Linked DNA regions of Mus musculus: region 1 is linked to region 2. The links are chromatin contacts, called in public promoter capture Hi-C maps. All regions are on one chromosome and are shown on one strand. The core of a region is the stretch at or near the end of the contact, and the rest is flanking DNA. Distances in the headings are between cores, read along the strand shown. Region 1 holds the start of Champ1 (chromosome alignment maintaining phosphoprotein 1). Region 2 holds the start of Atp4b (ATPase, H+/K+ exchanging, beta polypeptide).

Region 1 (6,095 bases), core at 2,970-5,469, 470 kb before region 2:
AGTGAGGTTTGTCTGGGACAATTTAGCAAAAGTACTGGCCACTGCTGAACACATGTATGATGGAGGCAATGGTGCAACCATACTCACATTCTTTCTGAGCCCTCAGTGAGCAGCACAGATTGCAGCTTCTAAAAATTACAGGATCACCCTTATTTCAAAATCAGTGAACACAAGAATAACATTTTAAATTCTGTAAGTCCTATTTTATTAGGACTTATATATTAAATATATTATATATTATATAATACATTATTACTAGTATTGCTGTTTTGTCTCACTAGGTACCCAGGACTGTCCTGGAGCTTGCCATGTAGACCAGGCTGGCCTTGAACTCATGGGACTCTCCCTTCTTCTGGTTCTCAAGAGATGGAACTAAAGAAAGGTGGTTTTTTTCCTCTGTACAGTCCATTTTGTTACCCAACAGGCAACCCATCCACCCTTTAGAGGGGTCACCCTAAAGCACAGGCAGTCCTTCCTTTCAATTCCCTCAAACCTAGTCAGATGCATAGTCAGCATCCTAGTTACCCCAGACAGCTCAGCTCTCATAGAGCCAGGTTCACCCCTGTAGCCCTTTCCTGTCCCTGGCACTGTGTGCTCAGAAAGTACTTGATCAGTCCTCAGATTGCTCTGTGACGACGCAGACTTTATAAGCAAAGGAGACCTGTGTGCTCGTGTCAAGACATCAAGAGCTGGAAAGGGGGTGAGAAGCCCAAGGTCATCCTCAGCTGCACACTGTGTTCCAGGCCTGGGACACAGAAAAGCTGTCTCAGAAATAAAGCACCAAAAACCCCAGCTGAGAAAACTCAGCCCTAACAGGATCTGCTTAACATCAGGCAAAAAAGCAGAGCCTGGCAAAGGACAGACGCAGACACAGCAGAGGAAAGCCAGCACAATCAGCTGAGGACCCCTAGCGAGCATCTGTAATCCACACATCAACTGCATCAACTGTAGGGCAGCCCTACAGTTTCCAAGAATGCTCTGTTGAGTGTGTGCTGCTACTGAGATGAAAGTGAATAAATAATAAATAAATGAAAAACAAACAAACAAACTTGCAGGTAGATCGCCCACCTCATTCTGCCAAGGGGAGATTACAGGTGTGTACCACCATGTCAAGTAATCCATTACAGCTATCTTACTATTAAACTTTTTTTTTTAATTCTTTTTTTTTTTTTTTTGTTTTTTGTTTTTTTAAGATAGTGCTTCTCCATGTAGCCCTAAATATCCTGGAACTCTCTCTGTACACCAGGCTGGCCTTGAACTCAGAGATCTGCCTGTCTCTGCCTCCCAAAGCATATGCCGCCACCACCACCCAGTAGATAAAAATACTTTTAAGGGTCTTTGTAAGAGGTGTAGTTTAATGGAATTGCACTTGCCTGGCATGGGTAAGGCCAAGGGCCTGACTCAATTATTAGCAATAGAAAGAATGGAGGCAGGGTATCGGAGCAAGCTGGGAAAATACGTAAAGCACACCATGTTGACAAGCAGTATTTAAACATTATCACTTATGAATATCAATATGTCACAAAGGGAAACTATGGGTAATACAGAAAAGTCTTACTTTTTTAGATTTATTTATGTGTGAGTATTTTGAACACATTTATGTCTGTGCACAGTGTGTGCCTGGTGCTCATGAAGGTCAGAAGAGGGCATTGGATTCCTTCAACTGAGGCTACAGACGATTGTGAGCCACCAAGTAGGTGGTGAGAATTAAACCTGGGTTCTCTACAGCAACAAAAAGATCTCTTAGCGGCTGAGCCAGCTCTCCAGCCCCAGAACATTTTATAAAATGCTTTATCATGAATTGGAACAAAGTGTTTGTCAGCAGTACCACACACTGAGAAGCTAGCAATCAATACAAGACCAGAAGGACTAAGAGCTCAACCTCTTTGTTTTACAATAGAGAAAAATGCTCAGAGTAACTCTTCTTTTCAAATTTTATAAGCATTTTTGAGGTTTTTCTTTTCAATTAAAAAAAATAGTTTTCATACAGTATAGTCTGATCACTTCCTATCCCTCACTCTTCCCAGATCCTTCCCACCAACCCAAGTCCATGCCCTTTCTTGAAAGTAATTCTTCAAGGGCTTGACTCTTGAGTCTTTGCTGAACAATGTGCCTAGACTCCAGTGTGGATTCCAGCACTTCTAACACTAACTGTAAAAAGACTCTAAAAGTCTGCGCGCTGGTCCCTGGTGCACTCTGGCATCCGCACCTACTCCCTCCCACTTTCTTCCTGGAGACCTAATACTAGTTATGGACAGTCCTGCTTTGTTTCTTGACACAGGGTCTCTAGGCCGTCCTAGCTGTCCTGGAACTCATCATGTAGACCAGGCTGGCCTCCAACTCACAGAGCACCACTTTCCCCTGCCTCCCGAGTTCTTGGACGAAAGGCATCGAGTCACCATACCTGGTCTTGATAGTCCCTTAAAAATACACTTTGATATATGTTTTATGTTAAAACTCCAACACAGAACATGTGTGAGCTTAGTGGATATGTAAGCTACACTAGTTGCCAACTTAACACACCTGGGATACAGGAACCTCACCTGAAGAACTGTCTCCATCATAGTGATTTAATAGGCATCTGTGGAGCATTTTCTTGATTTATGATTGATGTGGGAAGCACAGCCCACGGTAGCAGGTACTGTCCCTAGGTGTGTAGGCCTTTGCTGTATAAGAAAGGGAACTGAATTGTGAGTTTGGGAACAAGCTAGAACACAGCTCTACTCTGTGTTTTCTGCTTGAGTTCCTGCCCTTAATTCCCTCAACAATGGACTATAACCTGTAAGATGAGATTGATCCTTTCCTCCCCACAGGTGTTTTTTGATCACAGCAACAGAAAGCAACCTAGGATGTTGGCACTATTAGTCTACGTATATACTAATAAGACTGTTCTTTCTTTTTTTAAAAAAAGATTCATTATTATACATAAGTACACTGTAGCTGTCTTCAGACACCCCAGAAGAGGGCATCAGATCTCATTACAGATGGTTGTGAGCCACCATGTGGTTGCTGGGATTTGAACTCAGGACCTTTGGAAGAGCAGTCAGACCTCTTAACCATTGAGTGATCTCTCCAGCCCAAGACTGTTTTTTCTTATTATTATTTTATTATATATAAGTACACTGTAGCTGTCTTACAAATGGTTGTGAGCCACCACGTGGTCACTGGGATCTGAACTCAGGGCCTTTGGAAGAGCAGTCAGTGCTCCCAACCACTGAGCCACCATCTCTCCAGCCCATAAGACTGTTCTTTATGAATAGCCTTTTTTTTTAAGGTTATACATTTTTGACTGGTTGTTTTTCTTTAAAAACTACAACAACAACAACACAAAGCACAAATAACCCTTACGTTTCTACACGTTTTCCAATTCCATTAACAACTTGTGTTGATCAGTGAGCTAATTTGTAACAAGTGTCACTTTTTTGTTCCCAAGTCCTGGGATGGAACCCAAGGCCTCACTCTTGCTAAGCACGGGCTCACCATCGAGCCGCAGCGTCAGCCTAATTTAGGAGATCCACAGTTTACAGGAGAGACAGTGCATGGCCACGTGTGTGCCACTAACAGTGTAGCTAATGGCTCTGAGTTCCTTGTGTTCTTGACAAGCAAGATCCGTTGACCTGGGGGTAGAACTTCTGGGCACCGAGCGATCTTTAGATTAATTAAATGTTTGGGAATACTAGATTGGCACCGGTTTACACTCCACAGTCAAGTGCCAAAGCGCTGGCCCTTTCTCGGGAAAACACCCCGCTAGGCTGCAGCCATCCATCCGAAAGGGTACCTGGGCGAGGCTAAGCCCGGATACGGTCCACGTCCAGAGACCTTCGGAGCCTCGGGACAGCAGCCCTAAAGCAGATTCCAGACCGATACCGCCCCCTCCCATCCTGTGCGCCGCCACGCAAGAAAAACACAAGGCTGGCCCCGGAGGCGGAGAGCAAGGATGAGGCCACCGGGCGCTCCGGCCTCCAGGCCGCGCCAAGCGCACCACGGCGCCCGCCCTCCCGCCGAACCCTGCAGCCCGTACCGAGGCGCCCGCCCGCCCGCTCCTCACCATCCGGCGAGGCGTCCTGAAGTGAAGAGGAGGAAACGCCCACAGGAAACTCTGGGCTGGCTGTGCGGCCTCGGGAATGGCGGCTGGACGCAGGACCAGCCGGGAAGTACCGCGCGCTCGCACCGGAAGTGCCGTCGCGTGCCTCCGGGTCGCCCCCTTCCCCCGGCCCCTAAGGTTCCCAGCTGGGCTGTGCCGGAGGAAGCAAGGGCCCAGCCCCAGGCCTGGGCTTCTGTCTCTTTGCTTAACCCCTCTTTTGATTGTTTGGGTTTTTTGTTTGTTTGTTTGTTTGGTAGGTTCGTTTTGATTATTTTTGTCTTTTGATTTGTTCCTTCCTAATAAGGATGCGTTCATTCATTCATTCCAATAAGACATACTGTCTAAACTAGAAATACAAGGCAAATACAAAGCTTTTCGAAGGCAGTAAACAGGTTTCATGTCTCCAAACACAAAACTCTAAAAATTGGCTTCAATTGCAATTGAAATGTATTCACTTTTAGTTTTAGTATTAGTCTGTTTGCTTTGAAAGATTGTGAGGACCTAGTTTACCTTACTTTATACACCTATGTAATTTCTTAAGCTTTTGCCTTTTTGTTGTTATTGGTGGTGGTAGTGGTTTGATTCCTTGCATTTTGGACTTGAATGATGATAGAAATGAACCCAGGGCCACCTTATTTAAGCATCCCACGCTGTCTGACACATAACACATTAGTGACTTTGTTTTTTTTTAAGACCGTCTCTCCCTATGTAGCCCTGATATCCACCTGTCTCTGCCTCCTTTCAGGTGCTGGGCTCAAAGGCACGAGCCACCACAAGCATTCCTAACCCACTTTTGGGAATCCATGACCGTTTGCACCAACAGTCACTGTCTAAGAGTCAGCAAGCACACTTCTTGATCCCAAGTGCTGGGATTAAAGGTGAGTGCCGCTAGGCATGGTGGTGCACGCCTTTAATCCCAGCACTCGGGAGGTAGAGGCAGGCAGATTTCTGAGTTTGAGGCCAGCCTGGTCTACAAAGTGAGTTCCAGGACAGCCAGGGCTATACAGAGAAACCCTGTCTAGAAAAACAAAAAAAATCAAACAAACAAAAAAAAAAATGAGTGCCACCACTGCCCAACTTGTTTTCAATTTTTGAGGTGCTGGAAGTCTAACCCTTGTTATTCTAAGTGAGGATGTTTGGCACCTTCAAGGAACTTAGGGGAGGAAAGGGTTTACTTTATAAGATACTGAGGAAACTCAAGGCAGGAACCTTGAGTAAGCAGAGACCTTGGTGCTATTCCTAGCTGGCTTTCTTCTAGATGGCTTGTTACCTTCCTTATACAGCCTAGGCCCACCTGCCCAGGTACGGAACAGCCCCCAGTGTGTGGGGGTCTCCCCACATAAGTTAGCAATCAAGAAAATGCTCCACAAAAATGCCCACTAGTGCTCTTACACTCTTGCCTCTCTTGCCTCTCGCCCCCTTGTTCCTCATCTCTCCCCATTCCCTTCCCCTTTCTCTCCATATGTTCATGGCTGGCCTCTGCTTCTCTGCTCTCTCCTTCTCTCTGCCTCTCTCTGCCTCTGCTACCCTCTTAACTCCCCTCCCCATGCCCTGAATAAACTCTATTCTATACTAAAAAAAAAAATGTCCAATAGTCAATCTGATGCAGAAAATCCCTCTGTTGAGGCTCTCTACAGATATCCTAGTGCTCTGAAGAATAAGGCCAGGGCCCCAGGCTGACAGCATCTGATGCTGAGTCCTGAGGCAGGTCTGAGGAATCTAGCAAGTGCCCAGAAGGCACCAGAACTGCTTCTGGCTGGAGAACCCCATTGTGAGAATTATACTGTAGTGGACAGATGATTTTGCTTGTTAAGGTTCTGTTGCATATTAAGCCAGGAAGGACTTGAGCAATGGCTCAGTAGTTAAGAGCATTGGCTGCCCTTCCAGAGAATCTGGGTTCTTCTCTTCCTGGAACCTGTTTGGAGCCAGGTTAATCCAAGGCTTCCTCAGAGGTTCCAATGAAAGGACAAAGGGAACATTAGTTCTGTGTCCTTGCCAAGAGGCTGACTTG
Region 2 (6,628 bases), core at 2,598-5,097:
CCAAGAGTGTCAACTAACCCAGGCTCCTCAGAGCTCCCAGAGACTAAACCACCAACCAACGAGCATACATGGGCTGGTCTGTGGCCCCTGGCACATGTGTAGCAGAGGACTGACTGCCTTGTCTGGCCTCAGTGGGAGAGGATAAGCCTAGTCCTGTAGAGACTTGATGTCCCAGGGAAGAGGGTGAGGTAGATGTAGGTGAGGGGGTTAAGGGAGAGCACCCTCTCAGAGGTAAAGGGGAGAGGGCGCCGGAAAGGGGGACAACATTTGGAGTGTAAATAAATAAAACAATAATTTAAAAAAAGAACCAATGCCCAACTTTAAAGAATATACTGTGGAGGGTGATTTCAAAAGAACACTCATGCTGGGCGTGGTGGTGCACGCCTTTAATCCCAGCACTCAGAAGGCAGAGGCAGGCAGATTTCTGAGTTCAAGGCCAGCCTGGTCTACAAAGTGAGTTTCAGGACAGCCAGGGCTACACAGAGAAACCCTGTCTCAAAAAAACAAAAAAAAAGTACAAAGTCTTTAAGAGTAACAAAGAAATGACCAGACCTGAATTGCAAAAGAAAATAAAAAGAACACTTGTCTCCAAAAATGCCACATTGCCTCTTCCTCTAACGACACCATAACCACACTATCTCTCTTGGGGTTTTGGAATTTGCTAGCAGAGGGCTGACTGGTTGTATCTAAATTTACAAGTGTAATAGACTCATATACAAGGGAGCACAAAGCAGGGTGGCATGTGCCCCACACACACACCTCACACACACACACACCACCAGCAGACATTCACCTCGGACTGGGGGAAGGGATACAGCATGAGGGGAACCTGTAACAAAGCAGTTCTCATAAAATACAGAACTAAGCCAACCATAGCTGTGCACACCTTTGATCCCCGCACATGAGAGGCAGAGGCAAGCAGATCTCTGTGAGTTCAAGGCCAGCCTGGTCTACAGAGTGAGTTCTAGGATAGCCAGGCCACAGAGAAACCCTGTCTCAAAAAAACAAAACAAAACAAAATAATCATGGAAACTATAAGCCTTGTATACAGATGCTGTGCAAGTTTACTGTAATGATGGAAAACATCACCAACATGGCACCGCTAGAGCCTCATGGGCCTGTGTCGTGTTTTACTTGTGACCTCCAGGTGGAAACGCCTTTAGCACACCTTGTTCCAAATCCCACCATGGCTGGACCCAGGGCCACACACCATAGGTTCTCTTTTTGGATGGAATTGGAGTGCTGTCTGGGAGTGTGTGTGTGTGTGTGTGTGTGTGTGCGCCCGCATGTGCTCAAGACTGTATTAATTCATTTGATTATTTCCAGTTACATCTTTACATCTCTTCTTGAAAACGGCATAATTTGCAGCTGACAGAAATCCATTGTGTGTATCCGCTAACCATTGCTCTGTTGTCAAACACTTAAGTTGCACCTATAACTCGGCTATTGTGAATACAGCTACAATAAACACTGATGTGCAGGTATCTCTGGCATGTGCAGAGTCCTTTGGGTGTAGAATGAGGAGTGGTATAGCAGGGTCATGTGGAAGATCTGCTCTAAGATATCTTTTTAATTTCCTGTCTTCTCTCTGTAGTTCCTGCTCCTGTTTAATGGAAGGCGTCCGTGGCGGCAGGTGGTTTCTTGGGTCTTTCCCCTCCTGGCCAAAGTCCAGCGGAAATAACTCCATGGGGTCACTAGAGGTTAATCGTCATATGACCCTCCCTTACCAGCAGCCCTCATGGCTGACTGTTCAGGTGACACTCAGTGTACTTCTTAAACTGTCTATTGACATTGTGTGCCTTGTATGGAAACAGGGCTTCACAGTCAGCCATGGTCTCTCACCCGTTCTCCATTTCTGTTTTCCATGGTCTGAAGCTGACTTCAAGGAAGTTCTTCCTATCTTCAGGTTGAGAAGGGCCCAGACCTGCCCTAAAATCTTCCTACTTCTCTCGTACAGCCAAAAGCAAGGAGCCTGAGAGCCTGGCCTCATACAAAGCCATATTGGGGAATAAGGAGAACAAAGATCCCGTTTGCTTGTGGCTCAGGGCACAGCTTGAGTGGCTTCTCAGGACACCGTCTTCCCGGCCTATGTTTCCAGAGCCCATCTTGATTGCCTCCCACACCCAAGGGCATGACCACTGAGCCTCTTGTCATCTCTTTGGACAGGTCTGTCGGCAGCACATTCTCTGACTTTTCCTTCATTTGACAATGTCTAGATTTTCCTTTTACTCCTAAAGATTTTTCTAGATGTGGGGTTCTGGCTTGATCACCCTTTCCTTTCAGCACTTAAAAAAAAAGATTTAATTTTCTCTTATGCATATAAGTGTTTTGCCTGAACGTATGTAAGTGCACTACTTAGATACACATATATAAGTGCACACTACACGTGCCCGTGAAGGTCAGAAGAGAGAATTCGAACTCCAGGAATTAAAGTCACAGATGGTTGTAAGCTGCCATGTGGATGCTGAGAACTAAACCCAGGTCCTTTGTAAGAGCAGCAAGAGCTCTTAACCACCAAGCCATGTCTTCAATTTCCTCTTCCAGCACTAAAAAAATCATTGTGGGCTGAGCGATGGTGGCACACGCCTTTAATCCCAGCACTTGGGAAGAAGAGGCAGGTAGATTTCTGAGTTCAAGGCCAGCCTGGTCTACAAAGTGAGTTCCAGGACAGCCAGGGCTACACAGAGAAACCCTATCTCGAAAACAAACAAACAAGCAAACAAAAAAAAAAATCATTATGAAATTTTATTCAGGCCTCTAACACCATGTGTGGAAGAGAGGGGAATTTTACAACTTCCGGGTGGGGTAAAGGTCTAGAGCTCTTTCCTCTGGGTCTGTTTGGTGGAACACACAGTTCTGTGTTCTCACACAGTAGAGAAACAGCCTCAGCCCTCCTCCCACAGACACACGATCAGGTCATGCTGACAATCCATGTATGGTCCAGACCCTACTCATGCTTCCAGAACCTCAGAGGTGGAGTTAGGGAAATGGAGCTTTAAAAAGCTCAGTAATAACTCAGCATTTTGTTCACACATGGAGCGCCTCCATGCTCACTGAGAGACAATGGCTGTGACTCTAAGATACCTTCATGCTCTTGGTTGCCAGACCCCAGGCTTGGGTTTGCATACACAAGCTAGCTCTAACCACCCAGGTAATTTCAGGTGCCCAGACCTCTGACTCCAGGCCTACAGGCAATTTCCAGGCCCTGAATACCTAGATCCAGGTTTGTCTAACATGCTCTCTCTCTCTCTCTCTCTCTAAATATATATATATATATATATATATATGTGTGTGTGTGTGTGTGTGTGTGTGTGTGTGTGTGTGTGTGTATATATATATATATATATATATATATATATATATATATATACACATGGGTATGCATATCTCCACAGGAGAATACTGAGGACAGGGCTGTGGGGCCACTCCAGGTAGTTGTAGGCACACTTTAAGCACCTTCTCCACCATCTTGAGGAGGAGGGGAGTCTCCAGGAAGCAGTTCGAGGTCCCAGGGACCTGAGTGGTGAGGTGGCAGGTCTCAGGCCTAGGGCATTTGACCTAGAAGCTGCCAGTATGTGTTTTCCCTCCTGAAGGGCAGGTGAGGCACAACCCAGAGGCTGTTCACATCAGACATGCTTCCCTTCAGCTAACATCAGGGTAGATGAAGTTGCCAGCCAAGGGCACCCCAAGGACCAACTGACTTCTGGGACAGCGGAGGGCAGATAGCAAGCAAGCTCCAACCCTCCCTTGTGTTTGTAGAGGCGATAGTAGAGAACTGATAGCCGGTTCTGATGCCTTTGGCCTCACACAGAGGAGACTATAAGCCCTAGAGGACGCTTCCTGGGCCCAGTCCAGGCAAGCAGGAGAGGACATGGCAGCCCTGCAGGAGAAGAAGTCATGCAGCCAGCGCATGGCCGAATTCCGGCACTACTGTTGGAACCCGGACACTGGGCAAATGCTGGGCCGCACCCCAGCCCGGTGGGGTAGGTGTGGGCCATGTGAAGGGGGGATGGGGTGAGGCAGAGGGCTAGCAGCCAGCAGGACCCAGGCCCTGCTGGGATACCTGGAAACACTCTACAGGCCATGCCTCACCTCTCAGCAGGAAGTTAGGGTCCCCAGATGGCCCTGAGGCTCAGACTCCAGAGAGACTGCCATGCAGGTCCGAGACTGGCCCCAAGTTCACCCATAATTTGGAAACAGCATTTTAAAGCTGTTTCTGAAACTAATATTTTAAGTTATAGAAAGTGATGATAGTTTCTTGTTCAGGTCACTTGGGGGGCAGGGATTTATTTCAGTGATCTTATCCTATGGTGAGAGTTGCCATGACTCTAACATCCCAGGTGTGGTTGGAGATATCCCCGGTTTCCAGGCTATATCTGAAAATAGCCCTGTGTAGCTATCGTTCTTAGGTATGGACTAGGTAGGCTAGGCAGGTATATTCAGAGGGTTTTTTTCCCTTATGCCTGCCCTGTGGCGACCTGGGAGGTGGTCAGGTGGGGGGACACTTCCTTCTGGGGCTACTATAGGAGCAGAAAAGTCCTCACTCCCAGGAGGCTGTGCACCTGTTCAGAATACCCCCCCCCCAACACACACACACAGAGTAAGTCTTCCACAAACATGAAGTACTCCTGAGACCCCAAAGAGTAAATATCTTTCAAGTTCTCCAGGACCCATGGCGTGGGAGCTACAGACAGCGCTGGGGAGGGCAGTGAAGGCTTTACAGGGCTATACACTGGAGAATACAAACACAGGGTGGGTGCCGCCTTACTCCTTAGAAGGCAGGTCCCAGGGCCTGTCCTTTTGTGTTCCCACAGCAGCCATAGGGGTCTATAGTCCAAGGTCCTCCAGGTCTGCGCACAAATTAAAGGCCGTTTTGGCTGACCCACGCAGACCCATCTCGGGGGCTCGGGAACTGAGATGAGGTTCACAGAGAGAGGAACCTGCTGATTCAGCTAGCCCCAGCTCAGCCTGGACAGACTACTACATGGAAAACACACTGTTCATGCAGAGGGAGATGTGGTACACCCCCCTCAAGCCTCTGAGACCCCCTAGGGCAGAGAGCGCCCCTGAGTCCCAGGTGACTTAGGAAAATACAACCAGTTCCAAGGCGGAGAAGAAACAGTCCACCAGTGGGAAACAGAAGCAGAGCTGGTTCTGGGACCATCCCAGGAAGTGGGTCACCTGAAGAAGGGACAGCAGATAGAGCCCTGAGGCAAATGACAGATGGGGGTGGGTTGCCAACTATCCCCTCGGGAAGCTTGTACAGAGGCCATTGTAGCTGCCAAGCCTCCTTGATGACTATAATGCCACTCAGAACTTTCTGGAATGGATTCACAGCCTGATCAGAAGACATGGACTGGGTGTCTAGCGATGACAATCTCAGGAAGAAAGCATACTTCCAGTGAAATGACAGAATCCAAGTTACTCTTAGGGGAGGAGGCACACACAGAGGAAACGGGGGGTGGGGGGGACAGAGATCATAGACTGAGAACAGCATACATAAGTCTCAGTGACTTGGGGCACACCCAGCCACCTGGGCCACACTCTCTGTGTGGCATGGAACTCTAACCAACAGTGGCTCTCGGGCTGTGGGGTTCCACGGCATTGCCCACGTGAGGAATCAGACTTGATGGTGGCAAGGTTGGGATCCTTCGACTGGAGATGTTGAGCCCTGGCTCACAGCTGGTAAGTCAGTAAGTGGGTCTATGAGGGGGACGGACAAGCAGCAAAGCTGAGGTTCCTCCCTGTGGGAGCTTGGGTCCCGGGAAGGTAGATGAGTTGGCCAGAAGCCACATAGGGAACTGTAGTGAGCACGCCAGCCCTCCGATGGGAAATGCCCTATGCTGGTCCTTTCAGAACAAGCTTGGACATTCGCCCCTGTAGACCATGCAGCTAAGTAGGTATACAATGCTGTCAATCATATGAGCACAAGGCCAGGCGATTGGATGCTACAACAGCCAAACCCAAGAGGAGTACAGCGTCTCCGTGGAACCACAGTTCTGAGACAAGCCACTGCTGCTCTGGCCCTCCAGGGAGGCCCTGTTGGTCCCACAGCTGGCCTCTCGCCTGCAACCTCCCCACCGTCTCGCATGCCCTGCTCTCATGCCCTCTCTGCTTAGGCCTGCTCTTTAGTAACTTTTGGAGGTCACTGGAGAATGACACACCCACTCTGCCGTGCATTCAGAAGATTTTCTGAGCACACATTTTCTTAAGAGATCTTCCCAGGAAGCCAAAGTCAAGAGCAGCACAAAAGACTTTTCCTGCCAGCATATTTCTTCGCTTGGCTAGAAATTATCAAAACATGACGGTGGGCACTTCACAGTATCCCAAGCCCAAGGCTGTGCCCCAGAAGAGTGCGGATCAGACTTGAATTTGAAAGAAATGTCACCGGGAAGTCTTCAGTCAGGAGCCCATGGAGCCTGGCTCACATCCGGGTTGGAACACTTGCTGCTAACCATGGCTCCTCTACAGATGATGTCTGAAGCAACAGTGTTGAGAGCTGTAGGAGCCGCACCCACCTGGCATGCCCTATGTCCCTCTTCTCTGTAGGTCATGGGGCAAACTCCTGCCAGGTCCTCGGCACAGCCTGATACATACCCAGCCACAGTCCTACCCGATCAGATCGTGC

The links. Promoter capture Hi-C pulls out the DNA fragments that hold promoters and counts their contacts.
Region 1: a promoter capture Hi-C map of 3T3-L1-derived adipocytes shows a contact between it and region 2, with 7 times the contacts expected there. The contact joins the promoter of Champ1 here to the promoter of Atp4b in region 2. A contact is called at or near these places in 3 of 39 promoter capture datasets (3T3-L1-derived adipocytes, the C10 cell line and embryonic stem cells), 2 of 115 datasets of contacts at active chromatin or transcription factors (bone marrow-derived macrophages and pancreatic cancer cells) and 4 of 9 other capture datasets (adipose tissue, liver, macrophages and 1 more).

What each region holds. Positions count from the first base shown.
Region 1 is chr8:13,867,765-13,873,859 of GRCm38.p6, reverse strand. It overlaps Champ1 (chromosome alignment maintaining phosphoprotein 1), which reads right to left and starts at 4,219. Exons shown (of 2, transcript NM_181854.2): 1 at 4,049-4,219.
Region 2 is chr8:13,393,997-13,400,624 of GRCm38.p6, reverse strand. It overlaps Atp4b (ATPase, H+/K+ exchanging, beta polypeptide), which reads left to right and starts at 3,847. Exons shown (of 7, transcript NM_009724.2): 1 at 3,847-3,983. The coding sequence starts at 3,872.